3 separate regions of the Mus musculus genome follow, and all the other regions are linked to region 1. A link is a contact called in public ChIA-PET data. All regions are on one chromosome and are shown on one strand. The core of a region is the stretch at or near the end of the contact, and the rest is flanking DNA. Distances in the headings are between cores, read along the strand shown.

What was found. ChIA-PET counts read pairs in DNA pulled down with a chosen protein or histone mark.
Region 2: a contact with region 1 is called in an RNA polymerase II ChIA-PET map of memory CD8 T cells, with 29 read pairs. The contact joins two enhancer-like sites. A contact is called at or near these places in 2 of 115 datasets of contacts at active chromatin or transcription factors (effector CD8 T cells and memory CD8 T cells) and 1 of 9 other capture datasets (liver).
Region 3: a contact with region 1 is called in an RNA polymerase II ChIA-PET map of memory CD8 T cells, with 132 read pairs. The contact joins two enhancer-like sites. A contact is called at or near these places in 2 of 115 datasets of contacts at active chromatin or transcription factors (effector CD8 T cells and memory CD8 T cells) and 1 of 9 other capture datasets (adipose tissue).

The regions. Positions count from the first base shown.
Region 1 is chr13:30,931,671-30,934,584 of GRCm38.p6, reverse strand. The region is part of intron 4 of Exoc2 (exocyst complex component 2); the gene reads left to right. Among named protein-coding and RNA genes, the nearest start is that of Hus1b, 15 kb to the left of the region's middle. Within about 2 kb of position 1,409, at least 75 of the 459 cell types and tissues checked have an H3K27ac peak or open chromatin away from gene starts, as enhancers often do. A contact at or near this core is called in adipose tissue, effector CD8 T cells and memory CD8 T cells, where this site is marked.
Region 2 is chr13:30,681,275-30,684,188 of GRCm38.p6, reverse strand. All of the region lies in intron 3 of Dusp22 (dual specificity phosphatase 22), which reads right to left. Among named protein-coding and RNA genes, the nearest start is that of Dusp22, 23 kb to the right of the region's middle. Within about 2 kb of position 1,553, at least 32 of the 459 cell types and tissues checked have an H3K27ac peak or open chromatin away from gene starts, as enhancers often do. A contact at or near this core is called in effector CD8 T cells and memory CD8 T cells, where this site is marked.
Region 3 is chr13:30,784,893-30,787,806 of GRCm38.p6, reverse strand. No RefSeq gene overlaps it. Among named protein-coding and RNA genes, the nearest start is that of Irf4, 37 kb to the right of the region's middle. Within about 2 kb of position 1,461, at least 121 of the 459 cell types and tissues checked have an H3K27ac peak or open chromatin away from gene starts, as enhancers often do. A contact at or near this core is called in adipose tissue, effector CD8 T cells and memory CD8 T cells, where this site is marked.

The DNA of each region.
Region 1 (2,914 bases), core at 160-2,659:
TTTCACTGCTATGGTGTCCCTGCTCAGGTGGATACAAGGGGCCCATTTTGGGTAGGAATTGTTTGTTGAAAAACCCTAGAGTGTAGGAGCTTTTAGTGAGCTTGGGATGTCTAGGTAGCATCTTTAAAGCAGGGGCATTCTAAAACTGTCTCAATGATATTTGATACCCTGTCAATTAAAATCAGGACAGTTCAAACTAGAAGGGTAAAGGGTGGGTGTGTGGGAGCACACTGTCAACTATGCATACATAGGCTTGCAGTTGATAGAAAACCCATGAAGGGCCTGCATCAAAACTCCTGAATGTTAGCTTCTTCTTGATGCTGCTGTGAAGTACGGGAAGGAGGGATCATTCTGACTGCTCTTCCTTAGCCTTTACAGGTGAAGGAGACCAGGGCGATGCACGTGCTCTATAGGGGCGTGAGTCAGACCACCTGTGCTAGACAGGGTTCCTACTGCTGGGATAAAACACCACGGCCCAAAGCCACTTGGGGAAGAAAGGGTTTATTTTATCTTACCACTCTTAGTTCACAGTCTGTCACTGGGGAAATCAGGACAGGAACCTGGAGGTAGGAGTTGATGCAAAGGCCATGGAGGAGTGCGGCTTACTGATTTGCTCTGCAGTTTGCTAAGCCAGTTTTCTTACAGCACCTAGGACCTCCAGCTGTTGTGTGACAGAACATTTTTAGAGAGACAAGTTACGTGTCTACTCATGCCAGATAGGAATCCCATGACAGGCCAAAGTATGGCTATCACCAGTCCAACTGGTGAACCAATGAGTTTTAATGGGGTTACTTATAGGAATATGGCTAGAAGGGGTTACTCATAGGATCAGAAGTGACTCAAAGACAGCTGTTTCACTAAAGCCCACCCCAGCATGGGTAACAGCTCACAAGGCTAGGAACCTGGAATATTGCACAGCCTGCGGGCAGCTCAACAGGTTGTAGAGTGTTCTTTCTGGGCGATAAGTTTGTCCAAACCTCTTCTAGGTAGCTTAGCTTGTTTCTGCTTCTTCCAGGCAGCTGTTCTAGTCTCAGAGTCTTCTTTTCAGCTCATCCTCACTTTGGGAGAGAGTCTCAGCTTTAATGCTTACTCTACCTCATAGGAGCCTAGTGAATCTGGTCAATTTCAGGGACTTCCTAAAGCTATTTTGCATTGTTTACCTTTCTGCTTAAGGAACTTGAGGGTGGAATGTTTTAATGTTGGAGAAAACTGTTATATAGACACCAGCCCAACTCAGTATCACCCATAATAGGCAGGGCCCTATGCCTTGCCTACAGACCGATTTTATAAAGGCGTTTTCTCGTTTGAGAGTCCCTGTTCTCCAGCTTGTGTCAAGTTGACACAGAGCTGAGCAGCATAGCAGCCAGTGCTCATTGTCGTAGTTGCTACTTTCACTTTCATTCTGACAGATGTTTTTTCCATAGTTCTTACTGCCTCGTCCTCTTCTTACCTTTTGGCCTTGTGCTGCTAGCCACAGAGCAGTTTGATTCGAACCATCTCTAGTGGCATTGTAGTCAGGAAGGCAGGCAGAAAAAATGGCATGACAAAAGGACTTGACTTGCTTTGGAATTTCTTTATATTTCTCTTAAGAGGTAGTGTTCTGTGACTTGGAGCCAAACTCTGGCTTTGAATTCGGCATGCAGGGCGGACTGCTGCCCACTTGAGGTCTGGCCTAGGTTTCTTAGGTTTTTCTCGTGGGCTCTTGTGAGGGCTGTACATGAGGACAGGTGAGCGCTGCAGCCATAATGGCTTGTGTGCTTAGTGATACCTTGCTTCTCCCTGACTCAGAACAAAACCTTCTAAGTAAATAGTGTAATTTCATTCTGTTGCTATGATAAAATGTCCTGACCAAACGCAACCTAGGGGAAAAAGAGTTTGTTTGACTTAAAATTCTAGGTTATAATATATTATTGTAGGGAAGTCAAGGCAGGAATGGAAAACATCCTATCCACAGTCATGGATGAAGTAAGAAGGCTTCCTGCTCAGGACTCCTGTAGCTCACTCTTAAGCAGCCCAGGACCCAGCTCAGGGCATGGTACCACCCACATTCAAGGGGTTCTTCCCACCTCCTTTAACAATTAAGACAGTTCCCAACAGACATGCCTACCAGCCAACCAGTCTAGATCATCCCTCTGTCAGAGCCTTTCCAAGATGATTCTCGGTTGTGGCAAGTTGACATTTAAAACTATCACAGTTAAGTTTATATAATAATAAATTGTGTTAAAATTAAAAAATAAATATTATCTAGTCAAACAGGTTTTCTCTCCTTCCCTGTCTTCTTCTACTGCTCCTTCCCTCCCACCTAAGACAGCTACAAAGATTTTCCTGACTTCTGTTACAGGAGGATTTGTTTATCCTTTTGTTGTGCCTGAGGCTCTATCCTGAGTTGCACCCTGGCCCAGGTACAGAAAGAGTGAGGGAAAGGAGAGCCAGAGAGTCAGACATTAGTGAGAGTCTGGCTTCCTAACATACTTAATATTTTTTAGTAAAATCCTTTTGTTCCCCTAATAATGTTGCATTCGGATTAGAATCCTTACTGCCTTTCATTTTACTAATGTCCTGTATGAATTTCTAAAATCATTAAAAAAATTAAATTGTTGGATGAAGAGCATGGAGATCTTAATATTATTTGCTAGTGTAAAAGTAGTAATTAACAAGGTCTGAAGAAGTATAAATGCATCTCGTAAAATAATCACTTGTGGTCCTGGTGACTTGTCAGACTAGTGGGAGGCGGCCTTTGGAAGATGAGTCAGCACTCAGTACTTGCCTGGGAATGTGAGGTTCACTACAGCCGACTTAGGTGTGCAGTGGAAGGGTGGGGAGTCCTGTGGTGCTGTGCCTGGGTTCTTTGTGAAAAAGCAAGTGAAAATAACATAATATAGGCTCCTTGATGCTTTTGGTATGAGTCAGGTTT
Region 2 (2,914 bases), core at 304-2,803, 250 kb after region 1:
CCTCTGCAGAGAACTTTAAAGACTGTAGCCAGAGGACTGGAGGTACAAGGGATTAGTAGGAACAACACATAGACAGCTATATCACAATGTGGACTTGGTGACTGATGTCATCTTCCACAACGCTGCAAACACCAACACCGTAATATAACAAACATGACTCCCTGGCCATCCTATCTTGCCACTTTCTCGTATGGTTTTATTCAGACCCAATGAAGTGGCCACACATTTTACCGAGAAAATGCTCAAGTATTTCTGTCCAACCTATACTCTCTCTGGAGCACTGAATGGACCTGCATTTCTAACAAGCTTTGGAAAACAGCAGGAACATATCACCCAGAGCTCTCGGGTGTGCATATCCATCAGTTGTCCGAGTGTCTGCGCCATGAAGCTATTATGTAAGGTACTCTGACACCTCCCTTGCCCCACCCCACAACTGAACAGGAGATAATTCCTTTCCACTCTACCCAAGAAATGGCTATTTTTAACTTGTTTCTGAGGTGCCCAGAGGTTAATGGTTGTTACATCTTTTTGATGGATTACTCCTTCTGACATTACAGTAGCTGACTCTTTGCTTTGTACCCATCATGTGTTTGTCTAATAGACAACAGGGAACCACTGTTGGTCCCTCTTTCTTTTGGCTCAATTTGCTTTTGAATCTTTCCCCATTCTTTCATTTTTAACATTGCTGTATCATTTTGTGCGACAGTCCCAGATCCAATCTGATCTTTTATTTCTAGAAAACAGATCTCACTCCTTAGTAGTCCAGGTCAAACCCTTATTTCTAACTAGGAATAGGGCAGAGCTTCCAGGGGTCTCTAAGATGTGTATCTCCTCCCTCCCTTCTGTTTCTGCACTGATAACTACTGGAAAAGCAGTCTGACTGTGTCACTTGATTGGTACACAAATCTTGGGTGAGTCTCTAACTCCCACAAGACTCTAAAGCCTAACAAACAACTGGTCCTCCTTTCTGAGGCTGCCTTTCCAGTCTAGCCACTCTGATGCATTGCACTCTGTCTGCTGAGCCTTTCCAACAGGCCAGGACACACCCTGCACCGCATTACCATGTGTTGCTCTTTACTAGGAATCACATTCAACTGTCCTCACTGTCACCACCTAGCAAGCTCTTGTTATTTTTCAGGACCAAACAAAACTCTCACCCTTTGGTACAGTCTTCCTGGCTGTCACATTCTCCTGGGTGCCTTGGGGACCCTTCTACCTGATACACATTTGCAACTCTGCAACACTGGGATGATTTATGTGTCTGTATCAATGTAGAACCCCTTGATATTTCTTTGTATCATCCAGCAATCCAAGGTAGGCTAGGGAGCAGGAGCACTCCAGGGAAGTCTGATGAGGAGGGACAACTGAAAGCCTGGCTATGCTCCCAGGAGGCAAACATAGCATTCCTTCATTTTGGAGGTTTAAGAAACACATTTCCTCAGAATCACATGGTATCAGGGGCTCCAGCCTTCCTCTTGCCCCACGAAGCCTCATCACACTAGTACTCCATTTGCAGACAGGATGCTGGCAGAAGAGCAGCAGGCACATAAGAGCCAATCTCTTCTGCACTTGGCTGCTCCACACAAGCTGAGTCAAGAAAGAACAATTACTAGACAGTTTTCGATCCCTACAGTAATTATTTCTATTTGAGTCATATCTATTTAAGTCTGGGGTTGGCTTCAAACAAATTTGCTTTAACACACAAGAGGTACTGTAACCCCTGAGCAGAGTAGGTACCACTGATTTTGAGATGACATCTAGAAAATTTCCTAGAGAAGCGAGACCCAGCTAAGGTTGTAAGAAACAACCATCAATTAGAAACTAAGCCCAGGGCAAACAGTTGCTTGCTTCCCAAGACACTGGGATTCACCACCAGTGGGTAGTTTGGTGCTTGTGCAAGGCTGGTAAAAAACAAAATCAGCCAGTTTGGAGGAGACAGCAGGCATCTACAGAGGAATCACTGCCCAGTGCTTGAAGCTGCAGCACTAGGTGGATCTGTGAATCCTGAAAGAAGGGCATAAATGCATTCCTATGCCCAGTCAACCCAGTAGAAACAGACTGTTTGATGTTGAAAACAAAGCCTCTGTCGTTGTAGACATGTCCTGGGCTAGCTTCTGCCTTTGAAGATTAAGACAACATGAAGTGGAAGATATACTTTCTTTGTATCTGCTGACCACAGACCACAAAGGATGTTTGATGCCACGTATCACACAAGAATCCATGGCACACGGTGATAAATACACACACACACACACACACACACACACACACACACACACACGCACACAATTTTTTCAAGCTAAGCCTGAATATGCACATGCAATATACCCATTGTTATCACAGGCACTAAGGATATTGCTCACTAATCTCTCTTGGCCATCACTCAAAGAGATACTCTTGTTGCAGTGGTTTTCAACCTATGGTCAAGACTTCTTTGGGGGTCAAACAGCCCTTACACACGGGTTACCCATCAGATATTTACATTATGATTCATAACAGTAGCAAAATTACAGCTATGAAGAAGAAACCAAAATAATTTAATGATTGGGGGGTCACTACAATATGAGAAACTGTATTAAGAGTCATAGCATTAGGAAGGTTGAGAACCACTGTTCTTACTGGAACAAGACAATTAAAGATTAAAAGAACATAAGGAAAAAACTACTCCTTCATTCTTGGGGGTCTGTTATTATTCTTTCAGACTCTATTTATATATGTAATAGAAATATGATGATGATTTTACATTTTGTATAAGAGATCATATTATAAATATTTGCTTTGATTTGCTTCTGTTTCTTTTTTTATATTTTTTATTAGGTATTTTCCTCATTTACATTTCCAGTGCTATCCCAAAAGTCCCCCTATACCCTCCCCCCACTCCCCTACCTACCCACTCCCACTTTTTGGCCCTGGC
Region 3 (2,914 bases), core at 212-2,711, 150 kb after region 1:
GGCATGTGGTGCTGAGGAGCCCCACCCCCAGGACATGTGATACTGAGGAGCCCCACCCCCAGGACATGTGATGCTGAGGAGCCCCACCCCCAGGACATGTGGTGCTACTGAGCAGGAGGCAGAGAGGGAGAAGAGCTTCTAGCTTTCCATGTGTTGCTTCCTCCACTGCACTCTCTGATGTCCCAGCACTAAGGGGGCAGGGTGCCCATGAGAAACAGGTCCATCCTCCTGGACCTTAGGCCTTAGTTATAATTACCGTGCAGTTGTAACTTGTGAACTACATACAATCCACAATGACCACCACCACTACCACCACCTCGGGATTTCCTTCACAATCACTTAAGTATCTGATCAGGAAACAAATATGGTTGACATAGAGGCTTAGAAGCTATGGAGGTGACTATGTGGCAGAACGCTTCAAGAGAATTGAGGGAGATCTGTTTTGTAAGGCATGTGATCTCTGGCTCTGAATTGTTCCTAGAGGTCTAAAAATAGGACTGTGCATAAATGGTTCATTGACCAGTGCTGGATTCATCGGAGGGGAGAGGTCATCCACGGTTGATCCTATTGTGAGTGTGTGTGGTGGGGGAGTGACAACAATCAGGGCCACTGTGTTTTCTGGGAGGCTTGACAAGGTCCACATCCAAACTCAGGAATCCCTCCCCTGGAGCCCAGGACTGTCCCTGCATATGGGTGGCCTCCATGTGTCACTGAGCCTGGGTGCTGACAACCCTGGGTCTTTAGAAGCATATGCAGAGGAGGAGGCAGGCTAACCAAGGGACTAGGAGGCATGATGGCAGATGGAGTGTGTGTGTGTGTGTGTGTGTGTGTGTGTGTGTGTGTGTGTGTCCAGGAGAAAGCTATAACAACCTGTCACAGTGAATCAGTAAAGGGAAAATCAGCTGTTCTTGACAGCCTAGCTCATGTCCCAGGCCTGGGCCCCTCCCAGGAGTGGGGCCAGGTACTCTGGCACATCTCCTCTGTTCTGAACCTGCATCCTGACTGCTCCCACACAGACTGTGACTCATCAGTCAGTCCATCCAGAGACAGTGGTCCAGAACTTCCCTGTGGAACATGGAAGAGGCCACATTTCTTAGTTGTTGCCAGGCAAACCAGGACAGATGACTACCCTACCCTTATGGGAGAGCCTTCTGGTGCCATACCACGATGTTGATAGAGTTCCTAGACAAAAAAACTGCACATGGTGGCCACCTGCAGTCTGAAGGGAGATGCTGTAACCTTCCTGACAGCTTTGCAGACACCTCTGCCTTCCAAATCTCTCACTGTTAGAGTACTGAGCAGGCGCATAGCAGCGTTGGAGGGGGAGCTTGAGGTGTGGGATGAGCAGGCTGGGCCAGCTGAGTGGGCTGAGGGAAGAAGGGGAGAGGCAGGGACTGAGGTGTGAGCTGGTAGCAGGCAGGCTCCTCCAGTATATTACTCATGTGTGTGCCCTTGGCAAGGGGAAGGAAACACTGGCACACTGTGCACCCACATGAGACGACACAAGTCACTTCCTCTCACATGCTGCCTGCCGTAGTAGGTGACTGAGGGAGCTACACTTCAGAAATATGAAGTCTTTCCATGATGTCTGTAAACAGCTGAGACTATCCAGAAAGGGGAATGAAGCTATAGATAATAGCCTCTTGAGTGGCCTGCAGCCTCCTGGCTTCTGTAGGCAGTAGTAGGCTGGGATGGGATGCTGGAATCCAATGTGATGGTAGATGGGAAGGGCTAGGATGGGGCGGGATAGAGTGAGGTGGGGTGGGGTGGGATGAAGATGGACACCTTCTGGCTGGCCTGGAGTTTGGGGCAAAGACTGTTTTGTTTATTAGGAAGATGAGACAAGAAGCAGAAATCTCAGCAGACAGGACAGAGCCCCCACGCAGGGAAGTTTGGTCCCAAGTGTGCCCGCATTACCGAGCCTGTCTGTGGTTTGTAGTGTAGCATCCCTTCTGTGAACCACAGATAAAGGATGGAAACTCAGCTGCATATGAGATGATGTGAGGGAAAGGTGTCTGACTGACTGGAAAGTGCTGGACAGATGCCAGATGCTTCATGGCTACCTCAGCCACAGGTCAGAGGCCACAGGTCACAGGTAACAGAGGGGTGTTTATCACACAGCCCTGGCCACTGCTGTGTCTCCATGTGGCTGCAGTGAGATGGTCTTGCACAATAGTTTTCAGCAAGCTGACTTCTGAGAACAGCTTCTACAACACCCTCTCCTCAGGCTCCACAGTTTCCAAGGCCCAGTCTGGCAGGAGTGACCTAGCTACACCCTGTCAGCCTATCATCAGGATTCTTCTGGGACATTTTGGTTTCCTTGTGTTTTCTAATATTGTCAGATATCCAGTCTTACATTGGGGCCGTTGCATGGGCTTGCTGCATATGCAAAGAACAAAAAAATCTTATTGTCAGTGCCAGTGGATTGGTGAACGTGCTTGGCGCTTTACTTCAGGAAACAGGAAGTCATTTTCCTTCCTGCTAGATTCAGATAAACCTGAAATAAAGAAAAATGATAGATATTAGGATACTTTAATTGCTTTGTGCATCTCTGTTACATAAGAAGTAGGCTCTGTACTTTAAAATGGGTTTCCTGCTTGGCATGATGTCTAGCCTGTGTTCCAAGGGACAGAGGGGTAGGAGTCACGAACTCTGGCCATGAGTAGAAAGAATGGACGAGTGATGGGTGACTCTCCCCGCTAGATTAGTGGTGGTGGAGGGGGGTGGGGACAGGGAACGTGACCAGTGATTTAAAAGTGCTTTCTGCAGTAAGCTTAAAGTCTGTAAAATGTAAGCTGTGTGAGGCGTGTGTGGCATCCTGGGACCGCTGCTGCTGTACACTTCAAAAATGGCTAATGATGTCACAACTGTTTTCACAAAAATAGAATCAAATCCAGGAGACAGGACTCAGCTC